Regions from separate parts of the Pan troglodytes genome. Here region 1 is linked to region 2. The links are chromatin contacts, called in public Hi-C maps. All regions are on one chromosome and are shown on one strand. Each heading gives the region's core, a stretch centred on a gene start, on an enhancer-like site or on the middle of the called end of the contact. The rest is flanking DNA. Distances are from core to core; before and after follow the strand shown. Region 1 holds the start of SKA3 (spindle and kinetochore associated complex subunit 3). Region 2 overlaps LOC134808207 (a long non-coding RNA gene).

Region 1 (3,161 bases), core at 637-3,136, 230 kb after region 2:
ATTAAAGTAAAAGTAGTCTGCAGGGTGTAATATTTTAAAGCACATTACAATTATGACATTTATGAAATAATTCCAAAATCTGAACTACTTTTTCAACAATTAAAAAAATCTCTAATAAAAAGGGGAATGGTGAATTTTGCTTTATTTATATACACATATTTTTTTAAACCCCAGCACTGTTGAGTACTAGTGTTTGTGTTGGCAACATGGTTTAGCGGGAAAAACACAGAGGTTTACTGCAACTGTGGACCACCTGAGTGAGAAAAAAGTCACTATATGTGTAAAGTATTGTGTAAAGAACGTTAAATAACTTGATTCTAAGAGAAACTGTTTAGGTTTACATGGTATTTTACTGACAAGCACACATATTGTATGTGACGAAAGCATATCACGTATAAATTAGTATATGTATTATGAGCTCAATCTGTTAATTTAGGTTCTTATTCTTAAGTGCTGCTGTCTCTGTTTATAACGTAACAGTGCTACTTTCATTATCTCAAGAGAGCCTTGGGGTTGTACATGGGTCTAAAACGGACACGCGACAAGGGTTCCTAGGAATAAACCATAAACAGGCCCGGGAGCTACGCTAACGCCAAACGCCGAGCATTGAGACGCGCAGCACCCGCCCTGCGCCTCGGTGGCAGCCGTCCACGCCGTCAGTGCCTGGCGGTTCCCGTGGGACATACCGTCCACTCGCCACGCCCCTCCGCCCGCGGCGCACCCCACGCACCGTGCCCTGGCCGCCCGCCTCACGCACCGCTTTCCTCTCCGTCCAGCGCTCGCTGCAGCCGGGCCGTCTCGCAGTCCAGCGTGCTGGCCAGAGACCGCAGCTTCCCGCAGAAGCTCCGGATAGGGTCCATGCTGAGCACAGCGGGGAAGGACTCCAGGCGTACGCAGACCCCACCGCTCAGCTCACAGCCTCCCGCCACTAGTTTGAATCTGGGCGCCGGACGCGTCCTCGGCTCTGCGCAGGCGCAGTCCTCTCTCGCGAGAGCCGAAGTCTCTCGCCGAGGCCCCAGGAGACCCCGCGAGACGGGTGCGCTTACGCCACAGCGTCTGCCGGCGGCCGCGGAGACGCAGAGTCTTGAGCAGCGCGGCTGGTGAGTAGCTCTGCGAATTCGGTTCTCTAGGAAGCGCCTTCTTCGCCTGCTGGCCTTACCTGGGCTCCCCGCTTCTCTGGAGGGGAGGCGGTGGGGAACTCCCGTAGGCGTGAGCTGGAGCGCGCGCCCGCTGCTCTCTCCAGGTCCGGCCGCGCCAGTTCGCCTCCTCAAAGCGCGTCCCTCTCTTCCGCAGGCACCATGTTCCTGACTGCGCTCCTCTACCGCGGCCGCATTCCCGGCCGTCAGTGGATCGGGAAGCACCGGCGGCCGCGGTTCGTGTCGTTGCGCGCCAAGCAGAACATGATCCGCCGCCTGGAGATCGAGGCGGAGAACCATTACTGGCTGAGCATGCCCTACATGACCCGGGAGCAGGAGCGCGGCCACGCGGCGGTGCGCAGGAGGGAGGCCTTCGAGGCCATAAAGGCGGCCGCCACTTCCAAGTTCCCCCCGCATAGATTCATTGCGGACCAGCTCGACCATCTCAATGTCACCAAGAAATGGTCCTAATCCTGAGTCGTCACCCTTGGATTTTATGGATCACGGAGCTGCCCATCTTTACCTGGTCCTGGAACTGAAAAACAGTAGCTTCTGTGAAAATGAGCCTTTGGACCAGTCTTTATTAAAACAAACAAACATGAGTAGTCTGCATATAGAATATCTAGGGCTCTAAACCACCCAATACTTAAAAGTCTAATTGCTGTCCTGTGGTTTCATTAGTCTGATAGGAAGATAGGGATTTCCTCAGTCACAGATGATATTTTGAAGGAAAGCTGCAATAAAGCCACAATGATTTGAGGTCTTTGCTTAAGTATGAGATACTTGATGGGGGCTTTATCATGCAACATTAGTTTGCTTACCTTAAGAATTGCCCAAAAATGAAAGAAAATATGAGCTTTTCAGTTAAACATACTCCTAAAAACATTTTCCGGGATTTTACTACTAAAATTGGACATTTAAGCGAAGTAAAAGAGGCCGGGTGCGGTGGCTCACGCCTGTAATCCCAACACTTTGGGAGGCCAAGGCGGGCGGATCACTTGAGGTCAGGAGTTCAAGACCAGCCTGGCCAAGGTGATAAAACCCGTCTCTACTAATACAAAAAAAATTAGCTGGGTATGTTGGTGCAGGCTTGCAATCCCAGCTACTTGGGACGCTGAGGTGGGAGGATCGCCTGAACCTCAGAGGCAGAGGTTGCAATGAAGCGGAGGTTGCAGTGAGCCGAGAGCATGCCGCTGCACTCCAGCCTGGGAGACTGCATCTCAAAAAAGAAAAATAAACGAAGTAAAAGATATTTATCAGAACTGTTAAGGAAGGTGTATTTTTTAGCTATTTTGGCAGGGTGCTGTGGTGCTTGCATGTAGTCCCAGCTATTCAGGAATATTGCTTGAGTCCAGCTTGGGCAACATAGCGAGACCCTATCTAAAATAACAATAATATATGGCCAGGCGGGATGGCTCACGCCTGTAATCCCAGCACTTTGGGAGGCTGAGGCGGGCAGATCACTTGAGGCCAGGAGTTCAAGACCAGCCCAACCAACATGGTGAAACCCTGTCTCCACTGAAAATACATAAAATTAGCCGGGTGCAGTGGTGAGGCCTGTAATCCCAGCTACTCAGGAGGCTGAGGCAGGAGAATGGCTTGCACCCAGGAGGTGGAGGCTGCAGTAAGTCGAGATTGTGTCACTGCACTCCAGCCTGGGCGACAGAAAAAGAAAATTTAGGTGGGGAAAAAAAATCAGAATTGCGTCTGTGGGAACAGGAATAAAGGAGAAACCAGGATTGACTGGGAAGACACACAAAGAACTTTGTCAAAGTTGTATGGCTGAGGCCCACACGGTGGCTCACTTCTGTAATCCCATCACTTTGGGAGGCTTAGGCAGAAGGATCACCTGAGATCAGGAGTTCCAGACCAGCCTGGCCAACATGGCGAAACTCCATCTCTACTAAAAATACAAAAATTAGCCGGGCGTGGTGGCTTACGCCTGTAATCCCAGCACTTTGGGAGGCCAAGGTGGGCGGATCACAAGGTCAGGAGTTCGAGACCAGCCTGGCCAATATGGTGAAA
Region 2 (3,050 bases), core at 527-3,026:
TTCTTATGACATAGAGTCGGATTAGACACAAAATAAATGTTATGAAAATGCTACTACTATTCTTTGAAGGCTGTTTATAGTTTGTAGATGCTGAGAATATGGTGAAATGGTAAACTATGCATAGCCTTAACTTACGGAGTGCTAGAGTTTTGGGCTGAGGAGCTGGTCACCATTGGGCATCTGACAACTGATTGTTTGGGCTTCTGGGACTGTTTCCGGAGGGGCCTGGATCTCAGCACACTGTGTCAGGCAGGAGAGGAAAAAAACGTTATCTGCTTGCTCCTAAGCTCATTGGTCGAAGATTTGCCCCACAGGCTTCAATTTCTCTGCACTTACTTTTTTCTCTGACTTACTGTGGGTTTCTCAAGCATAGAGGCCAGGGGTCCTGTGAGGTGGGTGCCATTTGGGATGCCACATGGAGCTGGCAGTGTCCACAGACAGCTGGTTTCTGCAGTGGCAGCAGGGTGGAGCAAGCGTCCAAGGGTGTCCAAAGATTTGGAGTGGTGTTTAAGTGGTACTTAAGAGGTGTTTACACGAGCAACAAGGTAAGTAGAGATAACTGGGCCTTCAATACAGAGGTTGATGGAAACACATCTGCAAGTGTATCTGATTCAAATCATCACACAGTAACCCCTCCAGGGGAATGTCAAATTCTGTACTGTTTTTAATGCTCAGCTGACACATTGCTCTAGTCCAGTGGTTCTAGCACTTTTTGAGCTTAGGATCCCTTTATACTCTTAAAAATTATTGAGAACTTCAGACAAATTCATGTATATGAAGTGAGGGGACAGAAAGGAGGTATATCTATATCCATATCTATCTATCAATATTTATCACATTAAAAATTAAAATGGAAAAAATTAAAGAATATTTATAAATGGAAAAGTGGCCATTATAAACCAATTACATGTTAACACAAATAATGTGTTTTATGCAAAATAACTATATTTCCCAAAATAAAAGTTAGTGGCATCAGTGGCATTGGTTTACATTTTGCAAACCTCTTGAATAGCGGGTTTAATATCAGATAGTGGAATTCTCTTTTTTTTTTTTTTTTTGAGACATTGTCTCACTCTGTTGCCCAGACTGGAGTGCAGTGGTGCAATCTCAGCTCACTGTGACCTCTGCCTCCCGGGTTCATGCGATTCTCGCGCCTCAGGCTTCCGAGTAGCTGGGATTTATAGGCATGCGCCACCATGCCCAGCTATTTTTTTGTATTTTTCGTCGAGACGGGGTTTCACCATTGTTGGCCAGGCTGCTCTTGAACTCCTGACCTCGAGTGATCTGCCCACCTCGGCCTCCCAAAAGGCTGAGATTACAGGCGTGAGCCATCGCATCCGGTCGCAGATGGTGGAGTTTTTATTTCTGCTTCCACATTTGACCTGTTACCATATGTTTTGTTTGAAGTAGATGGGGAAGTCCAGCACCCCCCAGGTATACAATTGAAAAGGGGGACTTCGTGTGCCCCTGAAGTCCACAGACCACACTTTGAGAACTGCTGCTCAAGTCTAAGTTGCGAATTTCTCAATTATATGAACAAGACTCTAGCGGAAACCAGTACTGTGTGCGCTCAACAGACTAAATTGTTTGGAAAAGCGTTTCCTAGGAGTTGCTATAAACCAAATGACTCATTTAAACGTTTTTATTACTTTGACAAATACTTCGGCTCTGCAGCCTGTTCCTTTTTTAAACCAACTTGCCTCATTACACAGCTGTGGTCTGCACAGCTTTGGCCACCAGGTGGCTCCCACCCCCAGCCTTTTCTAGAAGGATCCATTCAGGACGCTTCATTCCTTGATGGCGCCCTAGCTGCTCAGGGCACTCAGGGAAACTTTACTTTGTTCAACATAAGAAAAGAGTCAGTTGTGGGAGGCCGACGCAGGCGGATCAACTGAGGTCAGGAGTTCGAGACCAGCCTGGCCAACCTGGCAAAACTCCGTCTCTACTAAAAATACAAAAATTAGCCGGGCATAATGGCGGGCACGTGTAATCCCAGCTACTTGGGAGGCTGAGGCAGGAGAGCTGCTTGAACCTCAAAGGCAGGGGTAGCAGTGAGCCGAGATCATGCCACTGCACTCCAGCCTGGGCGACAGAGGAAGACTCCATCTCAACAACAACAACAACAAAAAAAAAAAAAAAGAGGAGAAAAGAGTCAGTTGGGTAAGGGGAGGATTATTTCAAGGAAAAGGGAAGTTAAGAAAGAATAGAACTGGCAGTGCGTGATGGCTCACGCCTGTAATCCCAGCACTTTGGGAGGCCGAGGCGGGTCTAACACGAGGTCAGGAGTTCGAGACCAGCACAGCCAAGATGGTGAAACCCCCGTCTCCACTAAAAATACAAAAATTAGCCGGGCATGGCAGCAGGTACCTGTAATCCCAGCTGCTCAGGAGGCTGAGGCAGAGAATTGCTTGAACTCGGGAGGCGGAGGTTGCAGTGAGTCGAGATTGCTCCACCGCACTCCAGCCTGGGCGAAAGAGTGAGACTCCGTCTCAAAAAAAAAAAAGAAGTATATTTAACATAGGAGGTTGGTAAAAAAAATCTAAAAGAGTTGATCTGAATACTGGAAGAAGTACTATATGGCACCTTCACTCTCTTACCAGCTAATGTAGCTTTTTCCTTCTCATTGTTTTTAACTGATATGCTTAAATTGGGTATTATTGTCTCTACTAAAATGGTTCCCTCTCAAAGCAAGGTGTTATACTAGAAACCACGTGGGATAAACAAAGAGGTGGTGGGGAATGCGCCCCTCCACCCTGAGAGACAGGAGGTGTGGGTGTTTTCACTCTAGCACATATTCACTGTGACACTGTGGGGCTACTTCTGTTTCCTAACCTGAGTGATCCACCCCACTTACAAGAGAGAGCTGATAATCCTTAACTGCCCAGAGGTTTGTTTCCAAATCAGATTGTCTCTGGAGTTCCTTGCGAGACTCGAAATACATGATTCTGTGATTCTATTTCAGTCTGGTTGAGTTCTTTAGCTGCAAGCAACAGATAACCAACTTTGGTTAATCTTGCCCAGTTTCCTTAATAAGACTCATACGGCCCTTC

The links. A called contact is a pair of places that touch in the nucleus more often than the background predicts.
Region 1: a Hi-C map of stem cell-derived neural progenitor cells shows a contact between it and region 2, with 3 times the contacts expected there. The contact joins the promoter of SKA3 here to the enhancer-like site in region 2. A contact is called at or near these places in 1 of 7 Hi-C or Micro-C datasets (stem cell-derived neural progenitor cells) and 1 of 1 datasets of contacts at active chromatin or transcription factors (stem cell-derived excitatory neurons).

What each region holds. Positions count from the first base shown.
Region 1 is chr14:20,385,631-20,388,791 of NHGRI_mPanTro3-v2.0_pri, forward strand. SKA3 (spindle and kinetochore associated complex subunit 3) reads right to left here and starts at 1,887. Exons shown (of 9, transcript XM_009426703.4): 1 at 758-1,887. The coding sequence starts at 1,580.
Region 2 is chr14:20,151,890-20,154,939 of NHGRI_mPanTro3-v2.0_pri, forward strand. LOC134808207 (a long non-coding RNA gene) reads right to left here. Exons shown (of 6, transcript XR_010150754.1): 3 at 337-606; 4 at 136-240. Among named protein-coding and RNA genes, the nearest start is that of XPO4, 40 kb to the left of the region's middle. Within about 2 kb of position 1,777, at least 2 of the 24 cell types and tissues checked have an H3K27ac peak or open chromatin away from gene starts, as enhancers often do. A contact at or near this core is called in stem cell-derived neural progenitor cells, where this site is marked.